2 separate regions of the Mus musculus genome follow, and region 2 is linked to region 1. The links are chromatin contacts, called in public Hi-C maps. All regions are on one chromosome and are shown on one strand. The core of a region is the stretch at or near the end of the contact, and the rest is flanking DNA. Distances in the headings are between cores, read along the strand shown.

What was found. A called contact is a pair of places that touch in the nucleus more often than the background predicts.
Region 2: a contact with region 1 is called in a Hi-C map of CD4 T cells, with 8 times the contacts expected there. The contact joins the promoter of Elp6 here to the promoter of Manf in region 1. A contact is called at or near these places in 1 of 484 Hi-C or Micro-C datasets (CD4 T cells) and 1 of 115 datasets of contacts at active chromatin or transcription factors (embryonic stem cells).

The regions. Positions count from the first base shown.
Region 1 is chr9:106,889,037-106,896,448 of GRCm38.p6, reverse strand. It overlaps Manf (mesencephalic astrocyte-derived neurotrophic factor), which reads left to right and starts at 4,511. Exons shown (of 4, transcript NM_029103.4): 1 at 4,511-4,635; 2 at 5,251-5,378; 3 at 6,147-6,288; 4 at 7,224-7,412. The coding sequence starts at 4,551. The coding sequence ends at 7,408. Dock3 (dedicator of cyto-kinesis 3) reads left to right here. Exons shown (of 53, transcript NM_153413.2): 53 at 546-3,624. The coding sequence ends at 1,055.
Region 2 is chr9:110,300,770-110,308,181 of GRCm38.p6, reverse strand. It overlaps Elp6 (elongator acetyltransferase complex subunit 6), which reads right to left and starts at 2,990. Exons shown (of 7, transcript NM_001081381.1): 1 at 2,833-2,990. The coding sequence starts at 2,886. It also overlaps the pseudogene Gm35575.

The DNA.
Region 1 (7,412 bases), core at 3,262-5,761:
CAACACACTGTAGTCCAGTAGCTAAATAAATGTCCCTGTGATGGATTATAGAGTTTATAAAACTAGTGTCAAGTGAAAATGAGAAATATCAGACGCTAGAGTTTTATAAAAATTTCAAGAAGTAAAATTTAAATCCTGTTAGCTTAATTTTTCTGAAAATGGGAAAAGATTGAGTCTGTGACCAATTTTAGCATCAGAATAGCATTCATCTGATGTATGGCACACCAGGGTTCCTTCTGCTTGATGGCCCAGCCCTTCTGTCAGTAACTCAGACCACACCCAACCTGGGACTTCGACCCAGGTGCATCAGTGCCCATCAGCCAGGGCAGGGGCATTTATTGGCTCTCAGACATCATAGTGATGCTGGAGCTCCGCTAGCTTGCTTTTGTGGGGGGAGATACCTAAGGGGTCATTGCTGAAGAAACAGACATGAAGCTGATGAGACTTTAAAATTCATTGATAAGCTGACTCTTGGTCTCCACATGGCAGGCCAGTCCACCTGTCTAGAGAGGGGTTCTAACTTACCCACCCTTTCCTTCGCACAGTCTCCTCTCCACCCCATCCCAGCCTCCCCTACAAGCCCCCAATCGGGCCTGGATGGCAGCAACTCCACGCTGTCTGGCAGCGCCAGTAGCGGTGTATCCTCCTTAAGTGAGAGTAACTTTGGGCATTCCTCAGAGGCCCCACCTCGAACAGACACCATGGACTCCATGCCAAGCCAGGCCTGGAATGGCGATGAAGACCTTGAGCCGCCCTACCTCCCTGTCCACTACAGCCTCTCTGAATCTGCTGTCCTTGATGCCATCAAGTCCCAGCCATGCAGGAGCCACTCAGCCCCAGGGTGTGTCCTCCCTCAGGATCCCATGGACCCACCTGCGCTGCCACCCAAGCCCTATCACCCCCGCCTGCCAGCCCTAGAGCATGATGAGGGTATGCTATTGCGGGAGGAGGCTGAGAGGCCAAGGGGCCTGCACCGCAAGGCCTCCCTGCCTCCTGGAAGTGTCAAGGAGGAACAGGCCCGCCTGGCCTGGGAGCACGGCCGAGGGGAACAGTGAGAAGCAGAGAGGCAGCTGCACCACCACCTTCCATGAGCAGCTTGCCCAGGCACTCCAGGTCTGAGAAGCAAGTCCCTCCCAGGGAGCTAGAGGCTTGGCACTCAGGAGAAAGCCACCAGAGTCTCTGTTCTACTGCCGTGAACTCATGTTTCGCCATGTTCAGAGGCCACAGCAGCATGACGGGTTGTGGCTTCTTTCATTTTCTTTTCGTTTCCATTTTCTCTGGGTTTTTCTTTATGCAGTAGTTGCTTTCTTCCTCCTGCAGTTCCAGACCACATGGAGCTATATGGAAATATTGCACAGACATAATTGTTTTGCAGCATTGCAGAGTCCAGGAGTAGGAGCCCAGGCCCTCCCTCCAGGGTAGAGATTTGAAGAATGGAAATTGCACTAGGGGCCTCTTCCTTTGCCGTATGGACAGAAGCATTCTTGATTGCATTCAGGGATTGCAAGGACCACATGGACTACATGTCACAGGTGGACAGAGGGGCCACAAGCCGTTTTGCACAAATGCTTGCCCACCTGCCCACTCCTCCTCCTAGGAGTGTGCAATAGAGGGGCTGGTCAGGCACATGGTGGCCTAACTGCATGCCCAGGGCATACTGCCAGGCTTCCATGGGCCGGGCTGGTCTCTTATCCCACTTGGACGTTATTCATCACTTTTATTTTGGACCTTTCGCTCCTTTCCACTCAAAACACCTCATGATCTGCAGAAGCCTCCGTGGCTCAAAATGGACTTGAAAGGGTGATTATCTCTCGTCCTGGGGCTTGACTGAAATGAAGCTAGAAGGGCTTTCACTCCTGCAGTGAGTTAGGCCCCTTCCTTGGATTAGAAAGAGCTGGTGTGAGAGTGAGGCTGGAGTGTGGCAGGAGCCAGAGAACCTTTTGCTTTCCCAGGTGGCCCCAAATGCCTGCCGCTTAGAGCCTGAATCAGGGATTTTCAGCACTACCTCTGAGCCTTGGGGTTGGCTGCCCAGCCTGGCTTCCAGGCCCTGAGGATGTGTGGTCAGGTTCAGCAAGCTCCTGGGTTTAAAAATATATAAATAAATAAATGGTGGGAGGAAACTTCTCCTTTTGGAGGCAGAGAGCCACACAGGTAAAACTGTTATCTTCCAAGCAGCCAAGTACTGAGCCCTCCACTCCAAACCCATAGGGACTGCCCACCACTCAGGGTTCAGGACAGGCAGAAGGGCAGTTTTTCAAACCTCCCCAGTCTGTTAAGTAGGGCACAGTGGTGACTTTATAGGGAATTCTTTCATGTCAGGGCACTGACGTTACTCTTGGTATTATGGTGGGGGTATGGTAATATTTCACCAGGGTGCTTCTAAGTTACTTTTTAAAATAACTTGTCTTGAGGCAATTGTTTTCCTTTTATTTGCTTACATTCCCATCAGTGATGGCCATAAAACTGCCTTCTCCTTGATGAGCAGGTATGTTGCTCCCCTGTTCCCTTAACTAGTTGGCCTTCTGGCCTGCTATGGCCAAGTTCTGGCCCCAGCTGCTTATCCCTTCTCCACAATTCTTTCCAAACAGAAAAACCCATGGTCACAGTGTTTTTCTCTTAGAAACAAGTTTAATAGAACTGTCAGCAAATAACCTATAGGAAAAGAAAGAAGGCCCATTTCCGTTCACAGTATGTTGGGGCCCAGGTACCAACAGTGTAGGGCTTTCTGATACCCTCAGGATCATTCAGGCAGAGTGGAGACTGTTGAGGATGTAGGTAGGCCAATCCAATAGCCCCAGCACCAAGGGCACACACACCTGTTCCTGAGCCCAGACTCACTGGTAAGCTTGTTTCTGGACCGTCTGGGTTCACAGGTATGAGGGTCAAGTCTAGCTTGGGATGTGATTCTTAGGTAGGGCAGCTTTAGGTTTGTTTCCAGGCACGTCTGAACCTCAGTCCACGGAGGCAGCCAGTCATCACATGCAGACATCTCCTTTCTCCACTTGATGGCACAGGAGGTAGGGAGGGGAATGTAGGGTTAAGTTCCTTGACCTTGCTTTATGCAAAGTGAAATATATTTGTGTTACTTCTCTCCATTTTCCCCAACTGGATGAAATGGACCTATTCTGAATACTTTTTATTGAAAAACCAGCCAGTGTGAGGGAAATGGGAGGTCAGAGATCAGAATCCTTTGAAAAGATTGTGAAATACTGATTTTCATTGTTTAAAGCGTATTTGTAAATACCTATTTGAATGCTGTGTATTTGTACAGGAATTTGAGCAAAAAAATGTATAGAGTATGTCTAATTGGTAATAAGCCCTATAAATGTGTTTTTAACCTCTGGCATTCTGTGCTTATTTAAAACAAGAAAACTTCTAACCATTTCTTTTGTGTATTCATGTCTAAAGAAAAACTGACTTAAAATTATCTTACCTGTACCAGAAAAGTTAAAGAAAAAAATTTGTGCCAGTGTCCCAAGAGGCATTTTACTGTATATATTGTGGTAGCATGTTATAAATCCAACAAAAAATGTGACTTTTAGATGTAAATATCTGGCAACTGACTCCCCCACCTCCATCCCTTGACTGCTGTGATGTGAATTAAAGATGAATACCTGATATTGATCCACTGATTTCACTGAATGGGAGCATAAGTGCCCCTCTCAAACCCTTGTCGCCGGGCTCCAAGCCCTTTTAGCTCCAGATACTTTTCTGCACTTAGTCGGCCGCTCTCCATATTCCGCCTTCCAGGGCGAGTGGCCAAAGCCCTTGCACTTAGCATTAGGGCAGTCCAGGCGGTAATGTCTCCAGTTCCCATCCTCGTGTCTCCAAGAGTGGAGAACAAAACCTCCCAAGATCCCATGGCCTCCATTTGGAAGGTAGACCAACGCCTCTGCTCGCAGCCTTGCCGCGAGGTCCTCAGAGGCCCAGGACGGGAAACGACTAGGCAGGCCGAGACCTTTCGTTTAAGAGGTTCTGCCGTCTGACCCAGGTTAAAGCGGGGTCTGAGCAAGCCGGCGAATCAAAGTGGACGTTCCCCTTGATTGGCTCGGCAATCCACGTGGTAGTTCAAAACAAGGAACCGCTTCTGATCCATGCTCCCGCCGCCCATCCTACTGGCTATAGGGTGGCGCCAGAAATGCTGCTCTACGAGTCCGGGCGTCGGGAGGAGTGGGTGTGGAACCAAGACTCGGCATTCGGGTCGAGTCAATAGATTGAGAGGGTTCCGGGTAAGCAGCCAAAGCAGCTGCCCTAACCCAACATGGCGACCCGTGCACCTTCCCTCCGCACCCCTATGGACCGCCCAGGCTCAATCAGCAACCGACAACTGTCTAGGTCCCAGACAGCAGCAGCCAATGAGGGAGGGTAGCGTGGAGCCGCCGGTCTGGGCTCCTGGGCACGTGGACCAATGAGGATGCAGCATATGGGTGGGCGCGGGGATCGCACACCAATGGGAAGCTCAGGTTTCTGTTCCAGCCCACTAGGCGGAACACCGCGCCGGGTGCGGTTCATTCGCGCGGCGGCGGCGGTGGTGGAGACGGCTGAGGAGGATGTGGGCTACGCGCGGGCTGGCGGTAGCGCTGGCCCTGAGCGTGCTGCCTGACAGCCGGGCGCTGCGGCCAGGAGACTGTGAAGGTGCGGGGGACCGGATGGGGGCGGCCTGGCGGCGCTAAACCCAAGGAAAGCGAAAGGGTGGGAGCGACGGCCCGTCCCGGGGCTCCGCTGGAGAAAGGGCCTCACTTATTTCCCGGGCCTAGAGACGTTGACCCATTTAAGGGAACGCGTCGGTTCAGTAGCGTTAATAACTTGGCCGGAAGCCCACATCCCGGGAGTTTTTGTCTTCCCATCACTTTAGCGATTACAGGAAGGCATCCTGTGGGCCGCAACCGTCTCGGGGTTACTAAGCTGCACTTGGGGGTTCGATGTATTTGGAATGAGGAGCATTTTGATCATTTGCTTCAGCCTTCAATCTGTCCCTTATGAGGTCACAATGAGTTCCCTCAAGGACACGTGTCCACTCTAGACTTAAACTTGAAAAGAGCAGAGAGGGTTGTGTGTGGGTCACTTGGGTAATGTTCATTCCCAGCATGCAACTGGGTACAAGGACCCCAGCAACCTAAGGGCTCTGTGCACTTCTGAGTACCCGAGTTAAAAAAAAAAATTAATCCCTTCTAGCAAAACTGCTGACAGAGTTTTTTCCAGGGGAAATGGAGACTAATAATTACTTACCATCTCCTCCCTCTTTTCCAGTTTGTATTTCTTATCTGGGACGATTTTACCAGGACCTCAAAGACAGAGATGTCACATTTTCACCAGCCACTATTGAAGAAGAACTTATAAAGTTTTGCCGTGAAGCAAGAGGCAAAGAGAATCGGTTGGTAAGTAGCTGGTGACCCACCCAGCCTGTCCCTGGCTCTTGGGCACTGTCCACTTTGTGATGGGACTTGTATATATACTAATGTGAGGTTTAAGTGTTTTTATCCTCTATTTATTAAACATTGCTATAAGCTGAATATTGGTAAGACCAGGAGAGAAAATGACAGGCAACTGCAAGGCAGTGATGCCAGATGCCATGAAGGAAATAAGCTAGGAGAGTTGGTGGGTGGGAGCTGAGAGAGAAAGTAGTGGGTATCTACCTCTGAGGACAGGGAGTCAGTGAGGTGGAGTGAGCACAACTCAGGCAATGGGAGTGCCCAAAGACCAGAATGAATTTGGTGTGATTGGAACCAGAAGTAGTTGGCTAGGTGCCCCGAGATGGCCAGGGCCAAGTCAAGGTCAAGGACCCTGGCGGAGCATCAGCCTCTTGTAGCTTTAATTTCCATGGTAGTCTCTCATCGGAACTCTAACTCTGCAGCTGAGCATATATCAAGTGCCTCGGGCCTGGGACAGCTAGATCTGGGCAGACTAACAAACCGAAGCCTTGGCAAAGAGAGGTTTTCAAGGTGACCTAACAGTTGTCTGGAACTGGAGAGTTGGTTATGAATGTGTGCTGCTCTTGTGGAGGACCTGAGTTCAATTCCAGCATCCACAGCACCCTGCACTGCAGCTCCAGGGAACCTGATGCCTTCTGGCCTCTGACACATGCTCTCATGCATGCAGATTTTTTTCAAGGCTTTCATTTTGTTTTGTTTTGGTTTTTGCTGCAGTGCTACTACATTGGAGCCACAGATGATGCTGCCACCAAGATCATCAATGAGGTGTCGAAGCCCCTGGCCCACCATATCCCTGTGGAAAAGATCTGTGAGAAGCTGAAGAAGAAAGACAGCCAGATCTGTGAACTAAAATACGGTGAGTGTGACTCGGACCCTGTGCCTTCTACCATCTCTGCATACCCTTTCTGGACTTAACTTTCTAGCCAGAAGAGTCATCAAAAGCGGGTTTGTAGCATAAAGGATGATTCTCTGTGCTGCAGGGAACAGACTTGCGCATCGAACATAGGTGGAGGTCAAAGGGTGACTTAACATACTTTGAAGGATGAGGGTTGACCCAGAGGCCATCTGATAGAGCAGTGCAGATAGAGATTATAGATAGTGGTGGAGTACGTAGAGGTCAAGTTGGACAGAGCCTTGGGGGGAAATTTGGCTTTTAGTCTAAAAACTTGGGAGCTTTAGAAGTTTTTGAGCAGAGAAGTGATGTGGTGGGAACTTGAGTTCAACAGTCATGGCTCTAAACCCCAGGCGTGACAGTTACAGCATCACCATGGCAGAGCCCATCTGGTTGCACAGAATCCTAGTCTCGAGAAGAGCTAGGCCTCTCCTATAAAGTTTAAACGATGCCAGTGTTTACTGCACTAATGTTCGGGAATTTTGTACTTGTGTGAATTTGATTTGGTATCCTGGTTGGTTCTGGTGTCGGTTTGTTTGGGTCACGTGGGTTATGGAGTAAGTGTCTGACTCTGGTGCCTCTTGGGGAGGCTAGGGGTGTGTCTGCTCTGCTCAGCCTGGAGCTGTCCTTTGTGCTGGCATGTAGGAAGCCCTCGGGGAACTGGAGCTATGTTCCTTCTCTAAACCACATAGGCTGTCTGCACTGTGTGTCTTATGGTGGCTACTGACAGCCTGAGGTGGCCTTCCTGGTGAAGACTGTCATCTCAATCTTGGGCGCAGTGTGCATTTGTCTTCCCGGCCGCACGTAGGGCTGGACATCCTAAGGATGGTTTGACGTGCAGCACAGTTGGGCCTGCAGCCTCTCCTGCCCAGCCATTTACTCTCCTGCTCTCCCTGCAGACAAGCAGATTGACCTGAGCACAGTGGACCTGAAGAAGCTCCGGGTGAAAGAGCTGAAGAAGATCCTGGACGACTGGGGGGAGATGTGCAAAGGCTGTGCAGAAAAGTCTGACTATATCCGGAAGATAAATGAACTGATGCCTAAATACGCCCCCAAGGCAGCCAGCGCACGGACTGATCTGTAGTCTG
Region 2 (7,412 bases), core at 1,741-4,240, 3.4 Mb before region 1:
GCAAAAAGAGACAGAAGGTGAGGTGGGAAATGTCTGTGAAGAACGCCCAGGAGAAACCGGAGCAGGCTGAGAAGGCCACTGAGGATGAAGCAGATGTGGCCTTCCTGAAGCACTGCTCAGCTTCTAGAGGAGGAGTCAGGCGGCAGCAGTGCCCAGCTACAGCCCTGCAAAAGCTTGAAGAGACCGGGAAAGCATGTGATGAGAGCAAGAGAGGAAGGACATTGAAAGCTGGACTACGAAAGATGAAGAAAAGATAGGAGAGGCGGGGGGTTCAGCTGAAGGGGGCCAAAGTCCAACACAGAGGTCCCCGGCTGCACACATGAGGTGGCCAGGAAGCTGGTGACCCTGGAAGGAGAGCTGGAGCCCTCAGGAGAGCTGAGGCGGCTGGGAGGCAAGCCAGGCCGCTGGAGGAGGAGTTTCGAACCATGGAGCAGGCCCTCTGAGGCTGATAGCCCCAGAGGAACATTCCACCAAGGAGGGCGAGCACCAAGAAGAGATTAAAGCTTTGGAGGAAGAGCTGAAGGAGGCTGAGACCCCAGCTGTTTGCTGAAACATCTGCAGCAAAGTTGGAGAAAACCATTGGTCACCTGGAAGAGACTTTGGCTAGCACCCCAGAAGAGGATGTAGAGATTTCACCAGACCCTTCTGGAACCCAGTGACCTGTAAGGGCTGGCTCTGCGCTGACCAGACTATAATTGCCTCCTCAAGGTACTAAACTGATGTTACTGGCAGAGAGAGAGAGAGAGAGAGAGAGAGAGAGAGAGATATTTTGTTGTCACTGCTTGGCTTAGTAACTCAGGAACCAGTCTTAAGGAGAATTAGATTAAAAGAAAGCCTGCCTTTGTCCTTTATCTCTGGTTTCCAGTGAGTAGAACGGGCCTTCAGAAAAGGTCTCCCATGCAGAACTTGGAAGGCTGGGGCAACAGGGTTGTGAGACAAAGGCCAGACTAAGCAGACTGTGGTTCCTTTCAGCACCTGAGAGACAGAGGGTGGCGGGACTCTGTGAGCCCGAGACTAGTCTAGTCTACACCGTGAGTTTCAAGCCAGCATGGCTACACAGACATAAGAAACAAAAGCAAAAACAAAGGAACAAAAAAATACCAGCCTGATATGCTCAAGTCAGACCATCTTGAAACAGAGTTATTTTGTTCTGTTTGTTTTGAGGCAGGAACTCACCCTACAGGCTGTTCTAGGCTGGCCTAGAACTCACAGAGATCTGCCTGTTGTTGCCCCTGCCACCACACACCTAATTGTACGATGTTTTAAGTAGTGTCTTAGGCCCTAAGATGCTCCCTGGCGTCTGTGTCTGTAACAGTGAATGGGGAGGGGAAAAAAAAAAAACGGTTTTAGTTTTGGGTTTGTGGTTGTGGTATCTGTGTCTGCATGTGCATGGACATGTGTGTGCAGGCACACATGTAGGGAGACTTGAAGTCGGGGCTGGGTGTCTTCTTCAGCCGCTTTCCATTCTTTCCAATTTATCAAGGTAGGGAATCTTAATGACTAGGCAATCTGAACTAATGCAGCCAGCCAGCTTGCCCCAGGGATCCCACCTCTGCCTCTTTAGTGCTGGGATGACAGGTGTCCTCTTGCCTACCTGGCTTTGACGTGGGTTCTTGGAACCCAAATTCCACTTCTATACTTGGTGCCAAGCCCTATATCCACTGTTCTATCCCCTGGCCCAATTCTTGACAAGGCCTCTGATGACAAAGATCTCCCAGTGACTGTGGTTCAGACGGGACTCTTATCACAGCAATCGCTGGAAAGCCCTATGAAGATGGTCTCTGCATTGCCTAACTACCTGCTGTAGTTCTGTAAGTAACAGACAACATTGGGACCAAGGGCTGTCACACACCACCTCAATGCTGTACCAACCTAGGGAAAACCTGTCCAATGCCTCTGGGTTTCAGCTGTGTCCCTCTCCTCCCTCCCCCCAATATAAAATGCCAAATCACACTGCCTGGCCTTGAAACACATTTCCCACCCAAAGTGGTCACTTCCTGCTGTCACTCTGGACCTGGGAAATGCCCTAGCAACTAGAAAAGTAGTCAGAACTGGAGGTCTGAACAGTCAAGAACTGTTAGGCAAATAAAACCCAGAAGGATCGCAGGGCAGTGGTGGCACACGCCTTTGATCCCAGCACTTGGGAGGCAGAGACAGGCAGATTTCTTGAGTTCAAGGCCTAGCCTGGTCTACAGAGTGAGTTCCAGGACAGCCAGAGCTACACAGAGAAACCCTGTCTCAAAAAACAAAAAAAACAAATAAGCAACCAAACAACCAAAATCCACAAGATCTATTTAAAGCTTTCCATATGTGGTGTGTTTGCTGCAAATTACAGAATAAAACAGATATACTCCTGGGAGAGGTAACCCCTAAGTGAAAATGTGAAAGACATTTCGAGGTTCCATGGAGAGTGAGGAGGTTGGGAAAAACAGAGGGGATGGAATATGCTGAGGCCTTTTTGCAACCAGATATCATCAGAACTAGGAAGAGTGCAAGCAGTGTTCCGTGCAACCTGTAAAATGTTCCATGGTGGAAGGAGATTCAGGACAGATAAAAGGATCTCCTCTAGGGCCTGCTCTGCAACCATCTTTGGGCGCCAGTGTGGCACGGAGCACATGGTCCTGGGGCTGGAAGCGAACACGCAAGATAGTCCAGAAACCCATCTTCCAAAGGCCCAGGAATGCGACTGCAGCCTCGGCGAGCCCTCTCCAGACTACAACTCCCAGATGCCCTCGGTTTACGGCAGACGCGCCTACTCCACCGCGCAGCGTCCCGGATGCAATCCTGCACGCTCCCGGGACCTGCCCTCTTCCGGTCCGCACGACATCTTACCTGCTCGGTCTTGTCTGGGGTGGTGCTGAGAAGGTTGTTGAGTTCCGGAAACATCGTGAACTGGGATAAAAATTATGGTTCTACAGAAAGAATGAAGGTCCAAGAACAGCACCCACAAGACCGTGCTCGCGAGCGCGAGAAAGCGCGCATGCGTGATCTCGCTGCCGGACTCGAGTCAGCCAATCAGGCTTGGGGTTGTGATGCTGCTGCTGCTGCTGCGCAAGCGCGTGAGCACGTATGCTCGTAAAGCTGAGCCTTAGAGCGATCTCTCATTCGGGCAATGGACCATTGTGCTGCTCTCAGTAGGTGCGGGTCCACACAGTGCTGGTGCTCCCTCACGATTTAGCACGAGCAGGCGAGCTTTCTCTTTCCGTTGCTCCCCCTCCCTCCGCACCTCCGGGTCTTAGTTGCTCCACGTCTTCCTAGTGTATTGCTCACAAACTTGGGCTAGATACATGGAACACATAGAGAAATGTTTGCAGGATCTTCGCAAAAAGAGAGAACAAACCTTACTAGCACAGAATTACATCCTGAAGAGCTTTTTGTATAAAGCAGAAGCCAGGAGGCCAAAGAGATGGCTCAGGGAATAAACGCTCTTCTTCCTCCCTCTGAAGACCACCCACATTGGGTTGCTCTACTTGTAACTCCAGCTCCAGGGGACCCGACGCCCTCTTCTGGGCTCTGCAGCACATGCACACACAATATACACAAAAAAATTTAAGGGGACTCAGAAGATTTTAGAGGACCCTAATTTGATTCTCATTATCCACTTGGCAACTTATAACCCTCTGTAACTACAGTCCCAGGGAATCTGATAGCCTCTTCTGGCCTCCAAGGGTACCAAGCATAGAAGTGGTGCACCTATACATACCATCAAAACGTATGCATAGTTTTATTTTAAATAAGCAAGGCCCTCCTCGGCCTTCTGCTAAAACAATAAAAGAACAAAAAAGAAAAGTCAGAGGGATACAGGTCAGTTGAAGAGTTCTTTCCTAGCATCAAAAACAACATAAAAAGCATGCTGCCAACATCTGTGATCTCAGCTGTCAGGAGGCTTAGGCAGGAGGGTTGCCAGCAAGTCTGAGCTTTGTGAAACTACCTCTAAAAAATAAAAATAATGGAACTGGGCGTTATGGGGCACACCTTTAATCCTAGTGTTCAGGAGGCAGAGGCAGGCAGATCTCTGGCAGTATGAGGCCATCCTGGTCTACAAAGTGAATCCAGGCTAGCCAGGCGAACACAGAAACCCCATCTCGAAAAAACAAGCAAGCAAACAAACAAAAAAGAGGAGGAGGAGGAAGAAGAGGAAGAAAGAAATATAAGCTAGTGGTGGTGGCACATACCTTTAATTTCAGCACTTAAGAAACAGAAGCAGGGCTGGTGAGATGGCTCAGTGGGTAAGAGCACCCGACTGCTCTTCTGAAGGTCCAGAGTTCAAATCCCAGCAACCACATGGTGGCTCACAACCATCTATAACAAGATCTGACTCCCTCTTCTGGTGTGTCTGAAGACAGCTACAGTGTACTTACATATAATAATAAATAAATCTTTAAAAAAAAAAAAAGAAACAGAAGCAGTCAGATCTCTGAATTCGAGACCAGCCTGATCTACAGATCAAATTCTAGGACAGCCAGATCTATACAGAAAAACAAAAACAAAACAAAACAAAAACACAACAAATAAACAAGTAAATGAAATAATGAAATATACAGAGGTTATATACAGAAACATACAGTTATGTAAAAACAATGAAAAAAAATCGGCCATGAATGTGAAAGAGAGCCAGGAGAGGGATATGGAGGGAGAAACGGGAAGGGGGATGGTATAATTATAAACTCAAAAGGCATAATTAGAAAGGAATAAAAGGAAATACAACTGCACCCGATCTCTGTAGGTACTGTAGAGAAAAGCAAGACTGGATAGAGATTTGAAATTAAGGTAGTTGTCAGAGGTACCTTCACTAAGAAATTGTGATTGGGGCTGGAGAGATGGCTCAGCAATTAAGAGCACTGTTTACTCTTCCAAAGGACCCAGGTTCAATTCCCAATACCCACATGGCAGCTCACATCTGTCTGTCATCCCCGTTCCAGGTGTTTGAGTGTCTTCTTCTGGCCATTTTAGGCACTGGTCATGTACATGTAAGCAAAACACCCATACATTTTTTTCCCTTGAGATAGAGTCTATGTAGTCCTGGCTATTCTGAAACTTTCTAGGTAGACCAGGCTGGCCTCAAACTCACAGACCTGCCTGTGATTTCTGGATGCTGGAATTAATGGCATGTATATCTATGCCTGGCACTAATACTTAAAAAAAATGGTATGGTGGGGATACACCTGTGTGCCCATCCTTGGGGGTATGCAGAGAAGTTCTGCTTTCTGGAATGATTCTCCCCCCAGATATCCAGCTGATGTGAAGCCACTCCAGGTGTTTGGTTCAGTTTTCAGTTTATCTTGGAGGCCTTCCCTGAGGGTCCTGCTTAAATCATGTGGTTTTGTTCTAACCTAAGGAGTCCCTCAGATCCCCAGGAAAAAAAAATCATTAACCAATGTAAAGCTTCCTGTATTGCAGTGCCTGAGCTAGCTGGCCTATGGCCTATTGCCAAAAGAGAGTTAGGAGGATTTGGGGAAAGTGTGTGAAGTTTAAGTAAATTTCCCATTTTTTGTTGTTGTTGTTTTTGTTTGTTTGTTTGTTTTTCGGAGATTTGTTTGCCTTTTCTTTATATATAATAAGGTAAAATGTAAATGGAGCAATGTTTTTGGTAAACTCAAAACTAAACACAGCTGTGTGTGAAAGGGTCAGTAATTGACCTAGATATTTTTCAAAAACTACAAGATTAAGATAAGGAACAAGCCGGCCCGTGGTGGCACACGCCTTTAATCCCAGCACTCGGGAGGCAGAGGCAGTCTGATTTCTGAGTTCTAGGCCAGCCTGGTTTACAGAGTGAGCTCCAGGACAGCCAGGGCTACACAGAGAAACCCTGTCTCAAAAAAACAAAAGCAAAAACAAAAAACAAACAAAAGAAAGGAACAAGATGTCAGCTCTGAAGCTCTACATGTGCGATGGAAGCCAAGGCTGACCTCTCTGAGTCAAGATGAGTTAGATCTTACAGCCAAAAATGGGCTCTTGAGCAGGGCCTAGTGGAGCACACAGCATTCAGGAGACAGAAGCAGGAGGATCTCTGTGAGTTTGAGGTCAGTCTGGTCTACATAGTGAGTCCAAGACAGTCAAGGATACTTGGCAAGACCTTGTCTCAAAGAAACAAAACAAAAGGGCTGTCTGGGCTTACTGGTAGTGAGAAAGAAAAGCAATCTCTGGGGCTGAGGTGGCTCCTCAGGTGAAAGGGCTTGCAAGCCTGATGCCCCGAGTGTGTGCCCCAGACCCACAAAGGAGAGAGAATCTGATTTCTGAAAGTTGTCCTCTGATCTCCACAAGGATGCCGTGGCACATGGGCACCCACGTTCACATTTTCACGTACAACAATAAATGACATTTAAGATTAAAAGATTTATTTTATTTCATGAGTGTGGATGTTTTGCCCACATGAATGCCTAGTGCCTTCAGAGTCTGGAAGAAGGCATCAATCGGATTCCCTGGGTTACATGATTGTGAGCCATCATGTGGTAACTGAGCCACCTCTTCAGCCCCTAATAATTGAGAGAGAGAGAGAGAGAGAGAGAGAGAGAGAGAGAGAGAGAGAGAGAGAGAGAGAACTGACTCCAGGAGTTGGCCTGATGCTCACAGCAAGGCATCTGTTCTGTTGAAATGAAAGACCCACAACGTGAGGACTCCCCCACGTTCTGACTCAGGAGAGGCGACACCCCAAATCACTCACAAGAAACGGTCTTGATGCAAACTGCAAGAGGACTTTTATTCCAGGCACGCTCTGGGGCCCACAGTCGTACACCCTACAGGGGTAGAGGACCGTGGGCCCCGAGTAGCTGGGTAAGGGGGTATTTAAAGGAAGAAACCACAAGGGGGTTGGAAGGGCGTTATTGGAAAATACCAAAAATACCAGTTAAGAGTCACGAGGAGGGCTGGTGAGATGGCTCAGTGGGTAAGAGCACCCGATTGTTCTTCCGAAGGTCCAAAGTTCAAATCCCAGCAACCACATGGTGGCTCACAACCATCCGTAATGAGATCTGACGCCCTCTTCTGGAGTGTCTGAGGACAGCTACAGTGTACTTACATATAATAAATAAATAAATCTTAAAAAAAAAAAAAAAAAGAGTCACGAGGAAGTGTAAAGTTACAAGAGTCACAAGGAATACCTGGTAATTGTGCGGGTTATTTCTCATGACAGCTTCTGTGAGCCCCTAACAATAGCACATTTGTATAGTGGGTTCCAGGAGCGGTCAGGTTGAGTTTCTTTGAACGAAAACTCCCTGATCCCAGGAAGCAGGTGGGCGGAGGAATGTCGCTATCTGTTTTATGATTAGCATGCCTTGGAGCATTGAGTCACAAAGGTCACATTCTCAAGCCTGGGCCTAAAGGCCTAGTTTTGTTTGTTTGTTTTTATTACACTTTTTCAGAACATAAGTAATATCACAAACTATCAAACTAATCGACCAGGTCTTTGTTTG